Regions from separate parts of the Mus musculus genome. Here region 2 is linked to region 1. A link is a contact called in public Hi-C data. All regions are on one chromosome and are shown on one strand. The core of a region is the stretch at or near the end of the contact, and the rest is flanking DNA. Distances in the headings are between cores, read along the strand shown. Region 1 overlaps Tbcel (tubulin folding cofactor E-like). Region 2 overlaps Grik4 (glutamate receptor, ionotropic, kainate 4).

The links. A called contact is a pair of places that touch in the nucleus more often than the background predicts.
Region 2: a contact with region 1 is called in a Hi-C map of double positive thymocytes, with 2.0 times the contacts expected there. The contact joins two enhancer-like sites. A contact is called at or near these places in 6 of 484 Hi-C or Micro-C datasets (CD4 T cells, cerebral cortex, double positive thymocytes and 1 more), 3 of 115 datasets of contacts at active chromatin or transcription factors (embryonic stem cells, extraembryonic endoderm stem cells and memory CD8 T cells) and 2 of 9 other capture datasets (adipose tissue and liver).

The regions. Positions count from the first base shown.
Region 1 is chr9:42,425,355-42,429,990 of GRCm38.p6, reverse strand. The region is part of intron 7 of Tbcel (tubulin folding cofactor E-like); the gene reads left to right. Among named protein-coding and RNA genes, the nearest start is that of Tecta, 28 kb to the right of the region's middle. Within about 2 kb of position 1,795, at least 81 of the 459 cell types and tissues checked have an H3K27ac peak or open chromatin away from gene starts, as enhancers often do. A contact at or near this core is called in cerebral cortex and double positive thymocytes, where this site is marked.
Region 2 is chr9:42,517,822-42,522,457 of GRCm38.p6, reverse strand. Grik4 (glutamate receptor, ionotropic, kainate 4) reads left to right here. Exons shown (of 21, transcript NM_175481.5): 21 at 1,273-2,046. The coding sequence ends at 1,629. Among named protein-coding and RNA genes, the nearest start is that of Tbcel, 48 kb to the right of the region's middle. Within about 2 kb of position 1,792, at least 77 of the 459 cell types and tissues checked have an H3K27ac peak or open chromatin away from gene starts, as enhancers often do. A contact at or near this core is called in cerebral cortex and double positive thymocytes, where this site is marked.

The DNA.
Region 1 (4,636 bases), core at 546-3,045:
TTCCTTCTCTCTGGGTTTCCTGCCTAATGTTAATTAGACATGAAGTCAGTCTTCTTCACTTAGACACGCGAGGAAAGTGACCCAGGTTGTCTCTGTAACATGTGAAGGGCCATGATGGTGGGCTGAGGGTCCCTGAGGACAGCAGAGTTGTTTTCTCCACACTGTTTGGTTGTGATTGGTCATCTTACAAATGGAACTCCTTAAGGACAATCCAGAGATCTGCGATCTGTTTACCTACCCTAGAATAAACCATTTTGGGCAGAGAAGGGAGCCATACCTCGGTGTTGTGAATGTGTCTTCTAAGAGTACAGTAATTGCCTGTGGGTGCTCAGTTACCCTTGTCATTGTCGTCTTTTGCTGGGTGGAGCCTCCTTGCTGTGGCTGCTCATGGCAAATAACTGGCCAGCATGGAATGGAGTCTCCCAACATAGGCTGTGTGTTTATTTACTTTCTGAAACAACCAGAGAAGAAAAGCCTCTGTTCTCTGTCTCTTGGCCTTTGAGCATCCCTGAGTTGGCTCTGCTGGTCAATAGGCTTCCTCTGTGCCTTGTCTCCCAGTGGCTCTTGGAGCAGTGGTGTCCTGTTTCATAGTAAGTCGAGTGTGTGCTGCAGGTGGCTGGAAAGATGTCCTCTCCTGGTGGATCATGTTTCAGTTACGGGATTCTCCTGCTTCACCAGGAGAACTTCGAGGAACTGACTCTAGATCCTAGCTGGGGTCCAGGGGACATTTTAACTTATTAACTGAGAACTTGCTATAAACCAAACGGCACTGGACTAGAAACTGGGGGTACAGGGATAAACTGCACTGGACTAGAAACTGGGGGTGCAGGGATAAACTGCGGTGTGTGAGAGGCTTGCTTTGGAGCTAAGCTGGAGACCCTTTCCTTCGCTGGGTCCTGACCTCTTGACTTCCAGAGACTAAGTTCCCAGGCCTTTCTTCCTTGCACCCCTCTTCCTGCACCTGTCCAGTTCTTACTTATAGCCATTCCTATGGCTCTAGATGCCACCTGTGTGGGGTAGCTGTAATCAGTGATTGTAATGATAAATAAACAGTAGATGTAATAATGACTGTAACTGAGGGTCAGGTCAGGGATGGATTACCCTGACCTGGTGTTTCCAGTTGTCAGCTTGACACCTCGCCTGGATGATGAAACTGTGTCTGAGATCAGACGTCCTCTCCACACACACAGTCTTCCTCCACACTCACCCCTCCCCCCTCCTCGCCCCTTCCATTCCTGCTCTGAGAATGATGGAGTCACTCAGGGTTTATTTCTCCCTGTTCTCTGTGGAGACCATCTGGGTTCTTTTTCTTTTGAAGTTAGATTTTCACAGACTCCATAGATGGCTTCAAACTTCCGTCTGCTGCGTTCTCAAGTCCCAATCTTCACACTGTCTTGCCTGTTCTGTTAATGTTACAGCAGCCAACACAAAGTCAGGTTTATATATTTCAAACAACAGAAGCAGGAACCTGCTTGCTGGTGACCAGCTGGCTCTCTGTCACCTCAGGCTCTGGCGCTCTCTCGCAGTTTGGACTGCACCAAGCAGGCTGCCTGTGTGGCTTTCTCTCTTGCTCTCACCTTATTTGAGGTTCTTCATCAGCACCCCCTAGCTAAGATGGCATACCTTGGCTCCTATTATTCCCTTAGCCCACTTTGATCTCACTTGTCTATTACTGGACTTGATTTGTATTGTGTTGTCTGTCCATTTGTATGTCAGTGTCTTCACGCCTCCCACACTTGGTACTGTCTGCTGGGTGGAACAGCAGTGTTTCCTGTTCGGGGCCTTCCTTCCTCCCCAGGATCCAGACGTTGCCTGGCAGTGTAGCACTGCTCAGTATATGACTGTGCTCATGAGGAAGCCGGTTAGGTCAGGCAAAGGGCCGCCCTATCCTAGAAAGCATTTGTGCTAGCCTGGTCAAGGTGAGGGGGTTATTCTGAATGGAAGTAGTGGAGGTAAGAGAGGAGACAGCATGGCTGTGGCACTTGCTGTTCTTTCTTACTGTGGTAGGAAATTGCTGGAAGTTTGATGGGGGGCTGTGGGGATTTCAAAGGGTGGGCTTGGGTTCTGGTTATAAGGAGGGCCTGAGAGAGACCTGGAGAGCAAATTGCTCATTGAGACTATAGGAAACAAGGCTGACTCTAGACACTGAAAGAGGATGCCTGCTTTGGGCTAAATTATAGAATTTAGTCCTGGGGAAACACATTGCGCATTTCTGCTTGTTTTTGAGTATTTACAGTCACGATCCCTCTAGGGCAACGCAACCATCTTTCAGGATGGCGGGAGCCTCCACACTTAAAGCCCAGCACATGTGTCATTACTGCTTTGCCCTTAACTGATGCCAATCACACTGCTTCTGTTTATGAGTTTCCCTTCATCTTGCCTTTGCTTTCTCTCTCCATCTCCTCTGAGAGATTGGATGTAAATTGCTTCTTTAGCGCTGAGCTAATATGTAGTCCTGTTTAATTTTAAAGAGAGAAAAAACAAAAGGAAGCAAGTTCCTCTAGGATCTCAACCTGATTGTATCTTTGGGGGTTCAGTGGCTTCTTGATTTTGAGCGCAGTGAGTGACCTAGCTGATTTGAGGTGTCCCTTTCTTGAGACCTTAAAATTTCAAACTTTATCAAACGAGTTATAAGAGCCATGGTTCCAGAGGACAGTGCCGATGGACCAGTGGACAGAGGAGTGCTGCTGTCAGAGACCAGGGGTAAAGCTTCCTTAAGCTTTGCTTTGCTTTCACTCTCCCCAAAGCTGTGTCCTGAGGGATGCTTGAGCTCTTGGGACAGCTTCTTTAGAATGTCAAGGATTAGGCGCCCAGTTCCTCGAGTGCTTGCTTAGTGTCACCAACGGCATGCTTTGTGAAGTATGGAGAGTGGCTTTTCCTGCTAGAGACTCATGGCTCTTCTTAGCTGAGTTGATTGTATCTCCTGTGATTGTGAGGCAGGGCAGCAGGCTGTATTTGGACACCACCCCAATGAAGGCCCGTTTTGTCTCCAACACTGGAGGAATCCTAGCGCACTGTGTCCCTTCCCTCATATTCCTTCCACACAGAGGACCTGCTGTTGTGAAGAGCATTCTTCGCCTGGACACAGGTCTCCTGGGGTTCTCGGCATTGCCAAGCTCCATCATCCTCTGTCAGGGTGGTGACACAGCACTGCTCACATTCATCTGGGAGTCTGATGGGAGACAAAAGGGGCTTTCTCCTCCCAGCTCCTCGGAGACCCTCTGAAATGTTAGCTTTCCCTGTGACCTGCAGGCTTTGTCATGCCAGTCACCCAGGCCTTGCTTCTGACTTCTTGCCTCTTTCTCAGCCTCGGCCCAGCAGGAGGTAGCTGCCTTCCTAATCTCTAAAGCAGATACAGAGGAGGATTTCAAAGAAGAGGCACAGTGAGGCCCCCCAAGTGCTTCTGGTCTTGGAGACACTGTCTTTCTTCTCTGAACTTTAGCCTTGGCCAGAACAAGTAGCCAGCTTTGCCTTTTTGTTGTTGTTGTCTTGTTTGTTTAATTTTTAAAAATGAAAAAAATTAATAAGAATAATAAGATACTATTTTCCTGTATTTATAGCTAATGAGTTTATTTTTCACATTATTTTATTTTAATTAAAAAGAAAGACTATTTCAGGAAAAATGGGGTGCTTAAGCCTTACCGCTTATCCTCTTTCTCACTCTAGGAGGTCACCAGAGCAAGAATACCTTTAAAGATGTGTTTTATTTTGTAACTGTGTGTGTGCGTGCACACCCAAGTGCAGGTATGTGTGCATGCACACCCAAGTGCAGGTATGTGTGCATGCACACCCAAGTGCAGGTATGTGTGCGTGCACACCCAAGTGCAGGTATGTGTGCATGCACACCCAAGTGCAGGTATGTGTGCGTGCACACCCAAGTGCAGGTGCCCGCAGAGGCCAGAGAGTTGGTCCGATCCCCCTGGAGCTGGAGTTTTGGCAGGTTTGCACTCACATCCTCTGCAAAGCTCGTAAGTATACATAACTGTTGTGCCATTGCTCCAGCTCCTCAGGTCAGAAACCTGGTGTACATAAATCTTTGGTATCTCTTTAAAATCAACAACAACATAGAAAGTAGGGCTTACACTTCTGTGTCAATGACATATCTTCCCATGGTCTTTTCAGTTTCTGTTTTGTTGGAAACAGTATTAAACTTGAATGCCAATCTTTTACACTATGGCTTACTCTTTAAAATTTACTTTATACCCAGGAGTGGTGGCATACACCTTTGATCTCAGCACTCTGAAGATAGAGGCAGGTGGGTCTCTGAGTTAGGCCAGCCTGGTCTACAGATCAAGTTCCAGGACAGTCAGGGCTGTTACACAGAGAAACCCTGTCTCAAAAGATATGTGTGTGTGTGTGTGTGTGTGTGTGTGTGTGTGTGTGTGTGTGTGTGTGTGTTTTCCCCACCATATCTCCCTCCCAGCCTCTGAATTCTTTTTTTGTTTTGATTTTTACTATGAACTCTAGTTGGTGCTGGTCATGTGTGCATGAGTGTAGGGTGATCCGCTGGGACATGGAAACCTACTGGAGCGGTAGAGGACTACATCCCTGACCAACTGATACTCCCTTCTCTGATCACTTTGTGAGCCCTTCTCCCATCCTTGATGTAGTTTGGCTGGCTTCAGTATGTGCTGGT
Region 2 (4,636 bases), core at 543-3,042, 92 kb before region 1:
GGGACAATATTTGTCCCATAGACAGAACACAAGAAAGAGGCTTTGCCATCATGGTCCCGGAGTGCCACTGTGGTCTCAGAGATGAGAACTCAGCCAAGTATGCTTGGGTTTTGGAATTAGAGGTCTAAGTTCTAATTCTCGATAGAATACTCGTTAGTGGGTTCTTTACAAAATATATAATATTTCCCGAATTCCTACCTATATATCTTCAAAGTGAATATTATAATAATATTATAATATTAGTAATAGTAACAATAGTAACACATGTTTATAATTCTTTATCCATTGGTTCCCAGACCCCAAAGGCTAGAATGGCCCAAGCCCTTTGTGAGTTTGATACAAATGCTTTCCTCCACAAAGCCTAATTAATGTGCACCATCTCTGTTGCATTCATTGTGAACACACACAAACATTTTGCTGTAGAAATAACAATGTGCTCAAATATGGAGTGTGTCCTAGCCTCACAGGGTGTTAAACATAATACAGTGCTTGTGCATTGTGATGCCTTTTCTAAAATCTGGAATATTCTGCATTTTGAGACGCAGCTGGAGCCAAGCCTTTCCTATTAGGGGACCGTGGACCTTCAGATGTGCAAGCGTTTATTCCAGTGGTTTCCGGGGTACATCACCGCCAGCTGTTGGCAACTCCATTGAGGACAGTTATAAGGAAGTCAAGGCTTGTGATGGCTTTTGGCCATAGTAGAACTGTCATGTTGGTGGAGATGAAAGAGAGAATAGGGAAGAAAAGGAGGCTGCTTCCTCTCACTGTATTTCCAGAATGTTCCTTTCCAGCTCAAACAACTCAATCAGGCATGGTGGGTAAAAGGCACAAGCATCTTTGGACTAAAGACAAACTGTTCATGACAATGTTTTCAAATACCAGGCAGACTGATGTTTAAGAGAGTGTTTGTTCTAAGTAAGTTTCAAGATCCAAATTTCCCTGAGGTCATCGGATGAACTTCTCAGTGGTAGAAGAAGCTAAGCAGAGTGGGAGGACGTAGTGTTGGTGGGAATGTGTCAAAATGGCATCCTGTCTTTCCCAAGATGCTGATATTGCTCTTTGAAGGTGACCAGAGATTGGGCATCATCTGGCAGAGCTGTTACATGAAGGCTGTTGGGGGGCTTTTGAGCCTTAAGCAGGAGAGGGGAGAAGTCATTTAATCTCCTCACCGGAGATGAGAGAGAGCCTCCCATCACTCCATGCCTATAGACACAAGGAGACTCAGGAGGCTGGTTCTGAGTGGCTATCTGTGACCTCCGCTGTCTCCCCCAGGTGTCTGTGTGTCAGGAGATGGTGACAGAACTGCGCAACATCATCCTGTGCCAGGACAATATCCATCCCAGGCGGCGGCGCTCTGGAGGCCTGCCACCCCAGCCCCCGGTCCTGGAGGAGCGCCGACCCAGAGGCACAGCGACGCTCAGCAATGGCAAGCTATGTGGCGCCGGGGAGCCAGACCAGCTGGCGCAGAGACTGGCACAGGAGGCCGCCCTAGTAGCTCGAGGCTGCACGCACATCCGCGTGTGCCCAGAGTGCCGCCGCTTCCAGGGCCTGCGGGCGCGACCGTCGCCAGCGCGCAGCGAGGAGAGCCTGGAGTGGGACAAGACCACCAACAGCAGCGAGCCCGAGTAGTGGCAGCAGCGAAGGACCATGGAGCCAGGCGGGGAGGCGGGAGGGCTAACATTACAAGTTCCTTCTCTCCGGATTCAAGATTCAATGACTTTACAAAGCGATCTGAGCCTGCTGCCCCAGCAGGAGGCGGATCTCCCTGCCCTGTGGCAGAGCGGCCTATCCGAGATGAGACACTGCACCCACGTGGCAGAGACGCTGTCCCTCGTGGGCACAAGGACCCATCTCCTCCCAGAGAGCCTTTCCCTCACACTCAAATAAGTGGATTCTGGGTTGTGGGGCCCTGCCGAGAGAGCAGTCCAAGAATTGATGGTGTCATCAGTTGAATTCCCCCTAGGAAGGGGCCATTGTACCCTGGGTCTAGTTCTTACAGGAAAAAAAAATTAAACTCAACAGGGAAGTTTTCTTTTCTGAATTTGTATATTTTTGTTGATGTCCTTTTCTTTCCTCTCATGGTTTTTTTTTTTTTCTTTTTTCTTTTTCTTTCCTGTCTCTTCTGGGTTCTGTTCTAAGGCTCCCTTGTCTTGTGCTTGGGGATGGAAGTCTGACCTCTCTCTCTCTCTCTCTCTCTCTCTCTCTCTCTCTCTCTCTCTCTCTCTCCCCCTTAGGTTTTGGAGTTGCAGGTGCACTGGGTTTCAGGTGCTGACTCCCCCCCCCTCCTCCCCCCCCCCCCCCAGTGACTGGTGTTTGGTAGTCTCCCTCTGCATAGAGAGAGGGTGAAAGTCCATCAAACAAACTTTTTAAATGCAACATACAAGCAAACAAACAGGAATGTAACCTTCCTGGAGATACTTTGAAATTCCCGGGGCTCTAAGGATTAATCTGGTTTTTCTTTTTCTTTACCCTTTTCATCTCTGAAAACAGAAGGAAGAAAGAATCTTTAAAGCATGCAGAGTATTGTATAAGGAGAAGGAGATGTGTATGCGTGTGTGATTTCCCCACACCTTGGTGGTCCTGACTTCCATTGCAAGGCACTACTCAGAGAAGTGAGAGACAGGGCGCCCAACGGGTATGATAGACTCTTCAACTGGATCTGCTTTTAGCTGAAGTTGGTAGTAAGTTGCCTCTGAAGCCCTACCCACAAGGCTCTTATGTATTGGGTCACTTTTTGGTACTAGACATGAAACCTGGATGCAACTGTGTGTGTGTGTGTGTATGCGTGTGTGCATGTGTGCACACGCTCGCGTGCCTGCGTGTGTGTGTGTGCATGCATGTGTGTGTGTGTGTGCATGTGTGTGTGTGTGTGTATGCTCCTATACATGTGAGAACCTAAGCATATATGCATGTGTTTATGAAACAGACCGCAAATAGCCAACAACCTAGTTCCTGGAAGAGAGTGGAGGGTTTTAGCCCACCAGCGGCCGAAGAACTAGGAACCGGAACCATGAGTTCAGATCTCCGTGTGGTCAGTAGTTTTCCTTGTGTGACTCAGAGTGAATTGTTTGACCTCTCTGCTGCAGCCTGGGAGTCAGCAATACTTTCCTAGGGTATCTCGGACCGGACCGATCTGCCCTGCCAGTAGGAGGCTTGCAAGGTCTGATGGGAATACCCTCTCAATGGGAGGGCCAAGGCTCCCAAGGAGCCACTTGGCCTTGGTTTGGTCTCACCACTTCAGAATTCCATGAAGAGCTGTCATTTTCGGATGGAAAGCAAATTCTATGCAATTTCTGATAGTAACTTAGAAAACTCGGAGACTGGGTGGGGGTGGGGGAGGAGACAGCTGCCACCAACTCCCACCTCCTGCACCTCCACCTTGAGCTGAGCTGATTTCACGTGGCTCCTGTTCTGAATGTCCTAAAATAAAGACTTTTTTTTTTTTAAAGATGGGCTGAATCCCCTGGTGCCGCCTTTTGTGTAAGTTGGCATCCTGTCTGTGCCAGGATAGTTTGTTAGAGCTGCCACCCCGGGGCCCAAGTTGTAACCCTAATTCTTCTGGGTCCATATAAGAGATGCCCTGCTGGTCCTAAACTGACCCCTTGCTGGTAACTCTGAAGCCTTTTTTCATTTTTCTCTATAACTGCCCAGTGGCAGCAAATTTTGTGGGACACTTAAGTTTTGTTTTGTTTTGTTTTTCTTTTTGGTTTTGGTTTTTTGCCATTCCTTGTGGAAAAATACAGATTTGGTGGGAAGGACATTTGAAAGCTGACTGCCAGCAGTTCCCCCTCCCACCTCACCCCACCCCTCTGCCATGGTGTCACAACTGATACACCCCACCACCACACCCCAGCCCTTTCTCATGCTTCTGACTCCAGGATCCCTCCTACCAGATCACATCTTGGACAGGAAGGTTTGTTTTTTAAACTCGTTTTTATGAGCAGGATATCTTGATCAATAGAAACTTTTTTTAATGGATTAGTCAAGTAAATGTTCCCACGCATCATTTGTGATGTCTGTTTCCCATCCCTGCGTGGAGTAAGGAGGAGACTGACAGCATCAGGCAGCTTTCTTTAACTCCCGGACCGTCTCTGCGCCTTCCTCCAGTTGCTACGTGCGTCTAGTTGCTAAGCGCGTGCGTGAATCTGCTACCAGCTGTTTCTGGACCTTGGTTTGTCTCCACATTTCATTCATGGGTCGTTGGCCTTCTTTCGCATCCTGTGTTTTCTATCTGACTCTGTGTACTATATAAAGCAGTTTTTTCTTGTCTGTTTACCTTTCTTCGACTGGAATATTTACAATAAAACAAACCCTGAAATGTTAGTGACGGGTGCGAGGTGTTTTGAGTTTGGATGCCCGTGCCCACAGCCCACGTATAAAACTCCAAAGGAGACTAAAGCTAGGAGCCCACTTTCTTTCTTACCCTCTGCCTACCCCACCTACCAGCTGCCTCTCCCGCTTCTCCTCTCTGCCTCCCTCCTCCTCCTGTACTTCCCTCTTCACTTCCCACCCCCTTCACCCTTTGTTCAGATCCCAGCAAAGTCTAGGTGGCTTCTTTCAGTTTTCAGGTCTGAGAGCCTGAGCCAATTCCTCCCCTCCACCCATACACCCCTCAAAACGGATATGCATGTTAATG